Linked DNA regions of Gossypium hirsutum: region 1 is linked to region 2. The links are chromatin contacts, called in public Hi-C maps. All regions are on one chromosome and are shown on one strand. Each heading gives the region's core, a stretch centred on a gene start, on an enhancer-like site or on the middle of the called end of the contact. The rest is flanking DNA. Distances are from core to core; before and after follow the strand shown.

Evidence for each region. Hi-C and Micro-C count contacts between places; a contact is called where the count stands out from the background.
Region 1: a contact with region 2 is called in a Hi-C map of leaf, with 1.7 times the contacts expected there. The contact joins the promoter of LOC107913547 here to the promoter of LOC107913540 in region 2. A contact is called at or near these places in 2 of 34 Hi-C or Micro-C datasets (both in leaf).

The regions. Positions count from the first base shown.
Region 1 is chrA13:3,799,121-3,804,871 of Gossypium_hirsutum_v2.1, reverse strand. It overlaps LOC107913547 (BEL1-like homeodomain protein 6), which reads right to left and starts at 2,249. Exons shown (of 5, transcript XM_016842173.2): 1 at 1,433-2,249; 2 at 303-1,124; 3 at 1-46. The coding sequence starts at 1,058.
Region 2 is chrA13:3,661,501-3,667,237 of Gossypium_hirsutum_v2.1, reverse strand. LOC107913540 (V-type proton ATPase subunit a3) reads right to left here and starts at 2,557. Exons shown (of 18, transcript XM_016842162.2): 1 at 2,172-2,557; 2 at 1,731-1,775; 3 at 1,137-1,259; 4 at 897-1,004; 5 at 332-442; 6 at 63-236. The coding sequence starts at 2,318. LOC107913539 (DNA replication licensing factor MCM4) reads right to left here. Exons shown (of 18, transcript XM_016842161.2): 15 at 5,649-5,727; 16 at 5,408-5,544; 17 at 5,265-5,318; 18 at 4,745-5,162. The coding sequence ends at 5,088.

The sequences.
Region 1 (5,751 bases), core at 1,000-3,499, 140 kb before region 2:
CCACAATCTGCATCTGATGATAATACTGTTTATACCTTCGATCAACCTGAAATAATAACCATTCAACATCAAACACAATCAGAAAAAACAAACACAATAAAACAGTAAACACAAAACCAAGAGAATAGGCCCAACCCAAAGCTTCTGTCCGGAAAAAGAACAAAGTAACACAAACAAATCAAACAACTCAAACGAAGCTTCTGTCCGAAACCATAACGAAAAAGATTCAACTAGGACTCCAGCTGCAAGAGTTTCTCCAGAAAGCTTACGGGAAAATGTGATTACAGTTATTTGAATCTTACCTCATCCAACATCGACAACAACTTCGTTAACTTGCTTTGTAATTCTTGTCTTTCAGCATGTGAAAGCTCTTTTGGAGAGTTGATGGAGGATTCTTGCTGGTTTGCAGGCACATTCTTTGAACCCCCATCATCTTCCTTGGAACTCTTCACCCGATTTTCTAGCGAGTTCCGGTTTTTCTCTCCATCGGGCTGCTTTAGAGCCTTTTGAACATTAACAACTTCATCAAGCAGTTGTTGTGCTGCCTTGAGATACTTGGAATTAGGAATAGTTCTTACCATACTTGACATTCCAAATGCGGATAATTCCCCTTTGTTTGACTCTTGATTACCACTAGGAAAACCCGAACTGGGGTTTCGATAAGGGATTTGGGTACCAAGGCTTAAAGATAATCCTTGACCTTGCAAGTTTTGGCCATCATGACCGATGCCAGAAGTACTGCCCATTAGATGCATAGCTGGCATTTCATTTCTACCATCCCTCCAACCACTGAAATCCTGCTCTCTCGAGCAATCGAGGTTCGACAAGATTTGTTGCTGCTGCGAAGTTGCAGCTTCCACGGTCGGAATCTCAACACAGTTGTTTTGCTGCTGAGAATTCCCAGCAAATGCATCTGAGAATGACCCTGAACTCATATACAACATCGTATTACCAGGAAGAACCGGTCCCTCTAGAAACGAACCAGGCATCGATTCCCTTAAATAGATCATCGGTGCAGTATCTCTTTGATTATCAGAACCCGTGTAATAACTAGCCATATTTCTCTCAATCTCGAAACGTTCCTCGCTCCGGTTCAAGTCAAATTACATAGTCATGAAATCGAACTGAAATAGGCAAATGAAAGGACTACTATCATAACCAACACTGAAAACTTTGAAGTTTAAACAAAAGTATAAAGAAGAATATATGAAAAATACACGGGAACTAAAAACAGGAATCCAGGAACATAAAAACAAAACTCAAACCAGGGGAAACATGATAAAACAGGATACGAGAAACAAAGTAGATGAACTGAGAAACAAAGAAGACAACAAAGAACTGAGATAAACCCCAAAACCTGCAAATCCCAACAAAAAAAAAACCTTCACAAAAGGGAAAGAAAGTGAAGAGAGGAACATAGGGGGAAAAATACCTGGAAACCGGTAACAGTTGCTGAAGTTATAGGGAACAGGATTTCTCAAAGACACCACCCAATCTGCTGAGCAAAATCCTTAAAAAAAACCAAACACTTTGTGATCCCAAGAACACAGAACAACCCAACACTTCACTTTTTCATCGAAAATTTTGCACATGAAAATTCTAAATAAAAGAAAAAAAACCTTAGCTGTGTGTTGCTCCAAATAAAAGGATAACGATAGCAATATTCAGACTAAAGGGAGGGGGAGGGGAGAGAAAGAGGTAAAGGAAATGGCAATGAATGAATTACATCACTTTTTTTTGGCTCATCTTTCTTTTTTTTACTAATCATATATATTCTCCATCCATCATTTCCATTTCAAACCCCACGTGAGAGATTTCACTCATAATCTTGGAACCCTATGGTCCTATATACCATTAATGATACCTTTCACCCTGTAACTGTTTATCTCTTTTTTTGAGAAATAAAAAACAAGGGAGGAAAAATATAACTTTTTAGTTTCCAAAGGCTCTTGCTTTAAAACCCAGTTTCCTTCTTTTTTTGTTTGAAATTCTTACTCTTCGTTCTTCATCTTCATCTTCTTTGGGTGTTGTTGAAGATATGTTTGGTTAAGGAGTTCTATCTCTTAACTACCAGTTGGTGGACCTAAAAAAAAAAAACCTCCCTTAAACCCCCCCTTTTTTTTTGCTTTCATGGCCATCTCTTTCAATCCCCTCTGCTGTCTCTCTCATCTTTCACCATGGAAGCTCTCCGGCTTCTGTTCTTCAGCTGCTGCAATATCTATCCTATCCATCATTAAACACCCATTTTCTATTCTTTCATTTTTTTCTTCTTCTTTATTTTGTATTTTTACTTTTCAGGTTAAATTTTACAACTGATCCCTACACTCAGTATTTTTGGCCAACTTAGTCCATTCACTAATCTTCTATTTTTCAAAATAATGTAATTTTTTTTCAACCAAAAATGATAAAACATTCCCATTTATCAATACTAATTATGTTAAAAGTGAAGGTAATGAAAAATTGCTAAAAGTTTTGTATGAGTTTCAGTAAACATTGGCACACCGACTTTTTTTCTGTTAGATACTATCTTAATTAAACGGTCTATAGCTAGATTTCTCTCTCTCGATATATGTATCTTTTTGTTGATATCTTTGCACATCCAAATTCAACTTATAATCGTTATTATGGACTAACATATACATAAAAGTGAAAATACTTGTCAGGTAGTTTATTGTAGTGTACAGGTAAAATTAATTTTTTTATTATTAAATAGATTAATTTAATTTTTATATTATTAAAAAAATTGATTTAAGTTAATTTTTAATAGAATTAATACTTATTATTAAAAAATACCCAAAAAAACAATTTTTTCAACTGTAATTTTAATTCTAAACAAAATATTTCATTTATAAAATTATAAAGTTTCAAAAATATTAACTGCACTAAATAGTAAATGATAAATTTTGATAAAAAATATTAATTCTAGTAAAATTTAATCTTATTTAAATTTTTAATAATATAGTCACTAAATTAATCGAATTAATAATTTTGATTCCTATAAAAGGACCTATAAGATATTTTCACCCCTCCACAAAATTATCATTTGCTTTAGAGCCTTGTTTACCTGTATTTACTTTTTTTAGGTTAAATTTTATAAAAAGTCCCTATACAATGTATTTTTGATAAATTAGTCCTTTACTAATCCTTTGTTTTTAAAAAAAAAACTATCTATTTTCAAACTCGAGATCATAGTGAGATTAAATCCGTAAAAATGTGTACAATATTTTTTTATCTAAAGCTATCTTATATCTAGTAATCATATTTTTCGAAATCAAATCAAATTGAATCTAATTTAAAATTTCTTCCCAATTTTATTTTTTTATTTTATATATTTAATTTTTCTACCACAAGATATTGACTTTGTGAAAAAATTTCTTGTGAGGGACGATGTTGAAATTTTAAATTTTATGAAACTCACCTATTTTAAATTGTATTTTATTTTATTTGTGAAAGGCGAGCCAGCTGGTGCCCATGTCACGCTACTTTTTGTCTTTTCTTCTAACTAATGCTTTAGTTAATGGAAAAAAAGGGAAAAACTTAATGCTTTAGTTTAGGGACTCGATCATACTTTGCTTTATTTATGCTTTTACCCCCTTAATTTTTTCGTTAATTCATAATTATGCAAATTATTTAAACAATTTTTTGCCTGGAATGGATTTGTTTAACCTCAAGGTTTGGTTGCAATGTTTACATTTTTATTAAATATATATTAATTATATTTAAATGTGTTCCATAGTTTGTATATATTTAAAAAATAAATTTATTTTTAATAAATTATCATTAGTTGGGTGACGTGGTCTTACCATGACTTCAAAAACTGATCAACAATAGGTTAGTAACATAATATAGGGTGATTAGGCATGTACTATATATAGGTAAATTCATTAATTCGTTCGATGAATGAAATCATATAATTTAAGAAAAAATAATAAATATTTTGTCATGGATGGTGAAGGACAAGCTACATTAATAGTATATTATGACATGTTGACAATTGGCTTTGTCATAATTCAAGTATGACATATCTGAATTGATTGCAAACACTTAATACAATAAGGAAATCAACCTCGAATAGTCCAAAGTGACGAGCAAAAATCGACAAAAGAATCGAGTATTCACCAAACTAGAGAGGATGACAACAAAAGCATCCCTAAAATCACTTGTAAAATTAAGATTACATGCATAAGCAATACCAAAAAAACATGCTACAAGAGCAAACAAAAAATTCTAAACTGGAGACTTATTAAACAATGGAAAAGCAAACAAAAAAAAATAAAACTTAAGACAACACGTGTCTAAATCGACTCGTGAAATCATTTATTATTCCGAAATACTCTCAAAACATAAACAAATTTAGAAGTTGACGGAGAGCTACTCACTTTTCTAGAAAAACTACTAGTGGCCGATGAAGTTTTAGCGAACGACAGGTACCGTCATCTGTCTATCACAGGTATTTGCAAACTGAAAAGAGAGCAAACATGTGTAGTGAATGAGAAGAAAGAAAGGGTTGATGAGAAAGGAGAAGACGAGAGATAACCAACTCGAAAGCTGACACCGTCACTAGACAAAACAAAAAATAAAAATCAGACGAATTAAAAAATTTTAAAAATTATATGTTTTTTTAAAACGTAGGTATGTCAAATCAAATTACTAGAACTAAATTTAAGCTTAAATTTAAGTAAAAAATAAGCTATATTTCAAATACCAAACATCTTTTATATATATATCTATATATATTATGTATTTCTAGAAGCGCTTACCATGCTCCAATTTCAAACAATGCCTGTTCTACAAAATTAAAATTATGCTATATTATGTTTGGTATTCTTTTTCATGGAAAATGCACCAAAATTTTCTCAAATAATTTTCAACTAATTGACCACAAAATAGCAAGGATGCACCATAGTTGAGCAATTGGACCCTAAAACAAGCTGCATAAATGTATAACATGATTCAATTTTTAGAGGATTGCTGGTGTGGGTAATATTAAATTATTGTAAGTTACACTAATTCAATGGAAGATAATATAAAAAAAATATTTTTGAAATTAAATTAATAAAATTTTGTTTTTATTTTTTTAAAAACAAGAAAAAAAATTATACAAAATTTACTTATACTTATAACCTCTCTCCACCCTTTAATTGGAAAAAAAGACACATTTAAGTGCACTTGAATCCATGTCCTTCTAATTGTTATAATAGTAACAATCTCAACTAAAATAAACTAAACTAAAATTTAATTGGCGACAAGTAAAAAATTACTATTAGTTATTTTCAACAAGCACATTCACTTTTCATATAGCATCTTAAGAACTACAAAAGATTTATTATGGGTTTAAGTTTTACTATGTGCAAGTCATGTCTAGATTTGTCTTAATTTTTAGTTTAGATATATTTTGATTTTTCAATTCAATTGTAATTTGTACTAATTTGGTTCAAATAATAATTATTCGAACACTGTTATACCCCTATCCATGTTAAGACACATGGCAAATCAGAACAGTAAGGCTGCCATCAGTAAGTCGAGAGGGTACCTACGAGCTAATCCGGACAACGAATGACCTAATCTTCATTGAGAATATGAAGTTGTTGGTGACCAAACATCACGTGTGCTCAACTACTTTATCCCATCGAGTCAAAATGAATGACAAGATTTGTCCTGTTCAAATATCATTATCCTATTGAAGACATCCTCCACGTGCTTCATAATGATGGATAGATGGTGAGTCCAACACATTAACACCATTTTACA
Region 2 (5,737 bases), core at 1,308-3,807:
ATCAGCATGTTGTGATGCAAATACTTCAAATATATCATTTGTGCCATAAAAATAATTTTCACCTTCTCTCCAGAAACAGGATCGGTGATGGGTTCCTCTGCAGGAACCTGCTTGAGGAACACATTACCCCTGGTTGCACGAAATAAAATCCTCTCAAATGCCATAGATTTTTCCCTAGGAACAAGACCGGTAATAAACCCCAATTTCACTTGCTTTGATAAATCTGTTGTGGTTTCCTACAAATAACAGGGAGATTTTTATAAGTGAAGGTATGACATTATAGATAGATAAGTAGACAGTAGAGGATACTGAAAGAAAGATGGTGCTATACTTGCTCATGCAATAAAGGAGTTTCTAGGGTTTGATCACCCATTTGCTGTGATTCCATTTCTCTCTGCTGAGCTGTAGCACTGCGTTGAGCAGAAGTAAAAAACTCACCAGCCTAAATAGAAAAACAAGTTAGCATTTTATGCAATAATTATAAAGCGTTACAAGCTGAAAGCAAATGAAACTTTAAAAAGAGATATCCACTTGATTGTAGAGATAGTGAAAATTATTTTGAGAAAAATACTTGATGTACAAATAAGAGTAAGTTAACATTCAACACCAGTAAGATATAACAAGAACATAATATAACATAAAAACTACAGAATCAAATTAACTTTTTATCTAAAGAGAATATGAAAAAACATTGTTTATAGACTATCCAATTAGTAGCTCAGTGTCTCAACTATGAATTGTTTTACTCATCCATACATATATAACCTTACTGCAAAAATTAGCAACTTCAATGACCACATGTGTGTTACTGTTTCTCAAGATGTAAAAACAATAGTAGTAACAAGGAAGTGATCCATCACCAAAGCCATCTGATTAGGGCAGCAAACAAAGCATACCTTTTGCAAAACAAGCTTATACTCAAGCAGCTCATTATAACCACGTTGCAATTTGTCACCATTTGCATTCATTTCAACCAGTTCCGCCTCAAGTTCTCCAAGTTTCACCTAAAACATAACAAAAAAAATTGATTTCAATTTAAAAAATGAAAAAGAAAATTAAACATTCTACGTAATAGATGTCGTACCAAAAAATAAAATAAAACAAAACAAAACATTTCTAGATAATAGATGCTGTACCTCTAAGTCATCAAAACCAATATTAGTTTCTCCCAAAGATTTTGCTGAAGGGGAGAAGCCCGCTTTTAGCATTTGCTCCTTGAAAAAACGTAACTTGCGTGCCATCTCTCCGCATCTTTTAATCTTCATGAGAAAAAGATGTTAACAAACAATGACCAAAAATGCGATGGGGAGGTGGAGGAATTATGGGAACAAAATATAGCATGATAAACATTGTTTTTTCAAATAACTGTAGTACTTCGAATACAATAGAAAGGCAGTGGGATAAGATTCGCTGTCTCAAACAAACATCCATCATTTGAGATCCTAAAACATCAGTTGAACTCTTCTAGGACTTCCTTAAACACCAGCATATGCTATATAGTGCATGCAACACATCAAACTGACATTTTGGTTAGGTGATGCAGTAGATTTGGTTCAAGAGATCTAATATTATTTATTGCCAACATTTTTGAGCCAGTGAAACTTCTACTAGCATAAAATTCCCGACAGTGTAGCTCTTTAAAGTAGAAGCAAAAGAAAGAACGAGCAGCATCACAATGTGTTAATTGCGAATATATCAAACATACTACTGAAAAGCAGCAAAGAAAATACCTGAGCAGCATAAGTTCGCTGAAATGGACTCTTATCCGAATTGAGCTGCAAAATATCACAATTTAAAAAAAAAAATCAGTCCTAAATCTCCACCGATTGATCCATCAAATCTTGAAAGAAAAGTCAAAATAAAACTATCTTCTCATGAAAATTTATTTAAAAGAAAGTAGAAAAAGAAAGAAATTGATGCATAAAACAAAAACCCTAGCAGTCGCAATCATTAAAAAAATCCGATAAACCGATCTCAACCACAAAGAATTTCCGGCACATAGTTCAAGTCTAGGGCTGCCATGAACTAAAACAAAAGACTCAAGCACCGATAATCCGGTTCAATTCCGAAGTAGAACAAAGAGAGAGTACAGATTTCGATAGCAACTGAGCATCCATCAAAAGACAAAGCATGAAGAAGTGTCGGACAAGTAAAAAGACAAGTGTACAGACATCTTTGAATTGAATGAGACCGAGGTCGCCGAGGTAAGACACGGTGAGGTGAGCGGACTCCATGGGGATAATGAGCTGGACCAATTGCATCGCCTCCGAACGGAACAGATCCATCGGAGGGCAGCATCCTCCTCCACGGTCTCCCATCGAGTTCCAACTCCGTTAGATGACTGTTGATTTTTTTTCCGATCACACGAGAAAAAGCAGAGCGAGATGGATCTCTCGAGAGAGAGAGTAATTTTTGCTTTTGGATTTGGTTTGTGGAGTTCAAATAATTCAGCGCGTAGTAAAAGCCAAAGAAAAATACGGTCACGGGGAAAAAAAATTAAGGAAACCGGGAGATGGTGTTTGTAGATTGTAGAGATTTCGTCCTCTACTTCCTTACTACCACAATCTTCCACGTAAGCCTTTTCCTTTTTTACCGTTCTAGTTGTCTTAAGATTCCTTTTCTTCTGGTTTTTTTTTTCTGTAAAAAGTTAATCCTAACATTTTACCACCAGGTGATGGTTATTGGTTGAAACTTGAAATGGAAATAAATATATGATCATGCTAAAAAAATCCCTGTAAAAATTATTGTTGAAAATTAGAATGGTAATAAGTATATGGCCAGGCTAAAATAACCCTGTAAAAATAATTAAATTTTAATTAATTTTAAAATTGAAAACTGTAATTAATCGAGTAAATTAATTGAAAATAGTTGAGTTGGTTTTCTGAGTCACGAATACACCTGTTTATGGTCGGGTTATCCATCTAGACTCGAAGGTCTGCTCAAAGTTTGAAAGGGTTTGGGCAAAATACTAAACTCGAAAAATGAGTTTGGGTAAGAAAATTAGGCTCGTTTTATTTTTTTTCAAGCGCATTTTTCGGACTTATATTTTTACTCAAATTTTTTACGTTTTAGATAAATCTTCGAGTTAGATGACCAAACCCATGAACGGGTCTAATTTCACCGCAGGACACAATCCTGATGTGCCATGTGACGAAAATAACCCCATAATAGTTGTCTTTGCTCTTGAGTAGTCAAAGGACTTTATTAATTGAATTTTTTATGTTCAAAAACTGAATTAAGTACCAAAAATAATTATAGGGGCTTGATTGATTTTCTTAAAAAAGTTTATGAACTTTAACCACCCTTTAGCCTTTTTAATAAATTATAATTTTCTGCATTTTTAATAAATTTCTAAACTTGTTATAATATTTCAATAGTTTTTAAACTTAATCAAAAAGTAATTAAAAATCAATTAAGCCATTAATAAATAATTAAAAAGTAAATAAAGCTCTCTATGTCAGACAATTTTTCACATGAAATACTATGTCAGCTACCATATCATCATTTCCTCTATGTCTATTACTACTACATTATCATTCAATGGCTCATTAATGGTTCTAATGAAAAATTATATCTCAAGGACTTAATTGATTACAATTTTCAATCAAATAACTTAATTGATTTTTTAATTACTTTAAGTGAGTTTTTTTAATATTTAGACCTAAATATATTTGATGGTAGGGGTTCAAAAATCAGTTGTTTGTTTGGCTTTTATACATAATTGATTTAATTGATCAACTTTCAATAATAATAATCAATATTGTTTTTAATTGGTTTATTTGAATCAATTTAATTTTAAGTTGATTAATTGATTTTTTTTCTTGTTTTACATAAATTAAAATAACATATATTATAAAAATAATATATATTTAACTTATACACAATATATTTAGAATAATTAAAAACATATATTAAACAGCTTAAATCCGATTTAATTTTGAATTTCAATAATCAACCCACTTTTCATTTTAACTAAGCCCTTAATCAATTTAATGAATATAATCGGTTTAAAAAAAATAGAAAAGGTTGATTATAATGCTATTTAATGAGTTTTTTTATAAAGAAATTATCTAAAATTTAAATATTTACAATTATGATTTTCAATTCATAGAAAGAACTTCTCATTCTTCAAAATTTTTTTCATAAAAAAATCTGATAATATTTGCAGAAATAATCACAATTATTCCATTTTCAAAAATTTGTCAATTCAAGCCAAGTTGGATGCAATTAGACCAGCAAAATTCAATAACAAAGCTTTTGGGATGAAGATAGTCTTGTATTGCGTAAAATGATTATTTTTATAAACCTCAATAAATTCAATTTTTATCCACATCCAATATGATAAAACTAATTTAAATTCAAATATTAATTTGATCTCTAAACTCCTTATTAATCGCATTAAGAATAATTATTTAAATATTTCAAATTTTAACTTAAATCATCCTAATCGAAAAACCCAAAATGGATTTTTTTATTTTAAGAGATCACAATTTAAAATTTAACCACTTCCCTCGTTTATTTATCATATCAATATAATTTAAAATGGCACTTAAAGCATTTGGTAAATTTCTAGCTATCTAAAGTATTGTAAAGCTAGTACAGTTGAGCCATATACCATCTGCCTATGTTGAACCTAAAATTCTGGATTAGGTTTTCACCATATCGCGTACCCTCGAGAACAAACTTTTTTCTCATTCAATCTAATCCACTCATAAAAGCCTCTCTAGATGTACCCAATGAAAAGGAAATTAAACACCCTTTGCACTTAGTACCACTTAATTGTTATCGTTTAAAAACATTAAGTTAGACATCTTAAAAGAAGAGAGACATGGAAAAGAATAAGCTCTGGTATTACACTAGCAGCTGGTAAGGATATGATACATGTCACAATCAACTAATTAAATGACATACCTAACACTCAATTCTCTTCTTTAAGTCCACCACAGGCTAAGGGATACCTTAAGAGTAAATGTCTTTTGCAGAGGGTATCTCGGAAGTCACAAGGCAGCATTTCCAGTGGTTAGCACATTGGCTGGCTATTTCGTTCGACTTTGATAGTTTCGGTCTTTTTTGTAGCTTTCACATTTTCACATTCTCTTCACGCTGTCACCATGAAGTACAACAAATCCCTCACTGGCTAGAGTTGCAACTGCAGTTCTTAGCTGAATTGGCCAAATAAAGACAAATGACAAAAAAGGGTTTTTCATCAGTTTGATCATATTCATTTTTAATGGAGTGTGCAAGAAAGAGGCTTGGATTCTCACATCATGAAGGTGAATTTCAGTGCCAGAGTTTTGCTTCTTCATTTCATCCAGTAACTGCAGGATTAATCAAGCAATGTGACCAATAAGATAATTTTGGGGACTAAATGAAATCTTCCAACTTTAAATATACTGAACCAGCTTACCTCTAGCAATAGTATTGATGGTCCCCCAAGTTGCAGCTTATCCATTATTATGTTGCGTGTTGCTGATAACACACTCTCCCTCCTCATCCTTTCACTTGCAGAAACTCCAGTGGTGATAAGATCCATATCAATAGTTCCTTTAAAGAGAAAGGAACAAACGGAAAAAAAATGGAAGGATTCATTAGATTGTTCTTATGGGGAAAAACGAATTCACAATAAAGAACAATGGCTGAAACATTACCTGTGGAGTGATCAGTTGCTGATTGCTGCATAGCAACTTCCAGAAGCCGGAATGCCTCAGTTACATCTCGCATTTCAACCTACAAACAT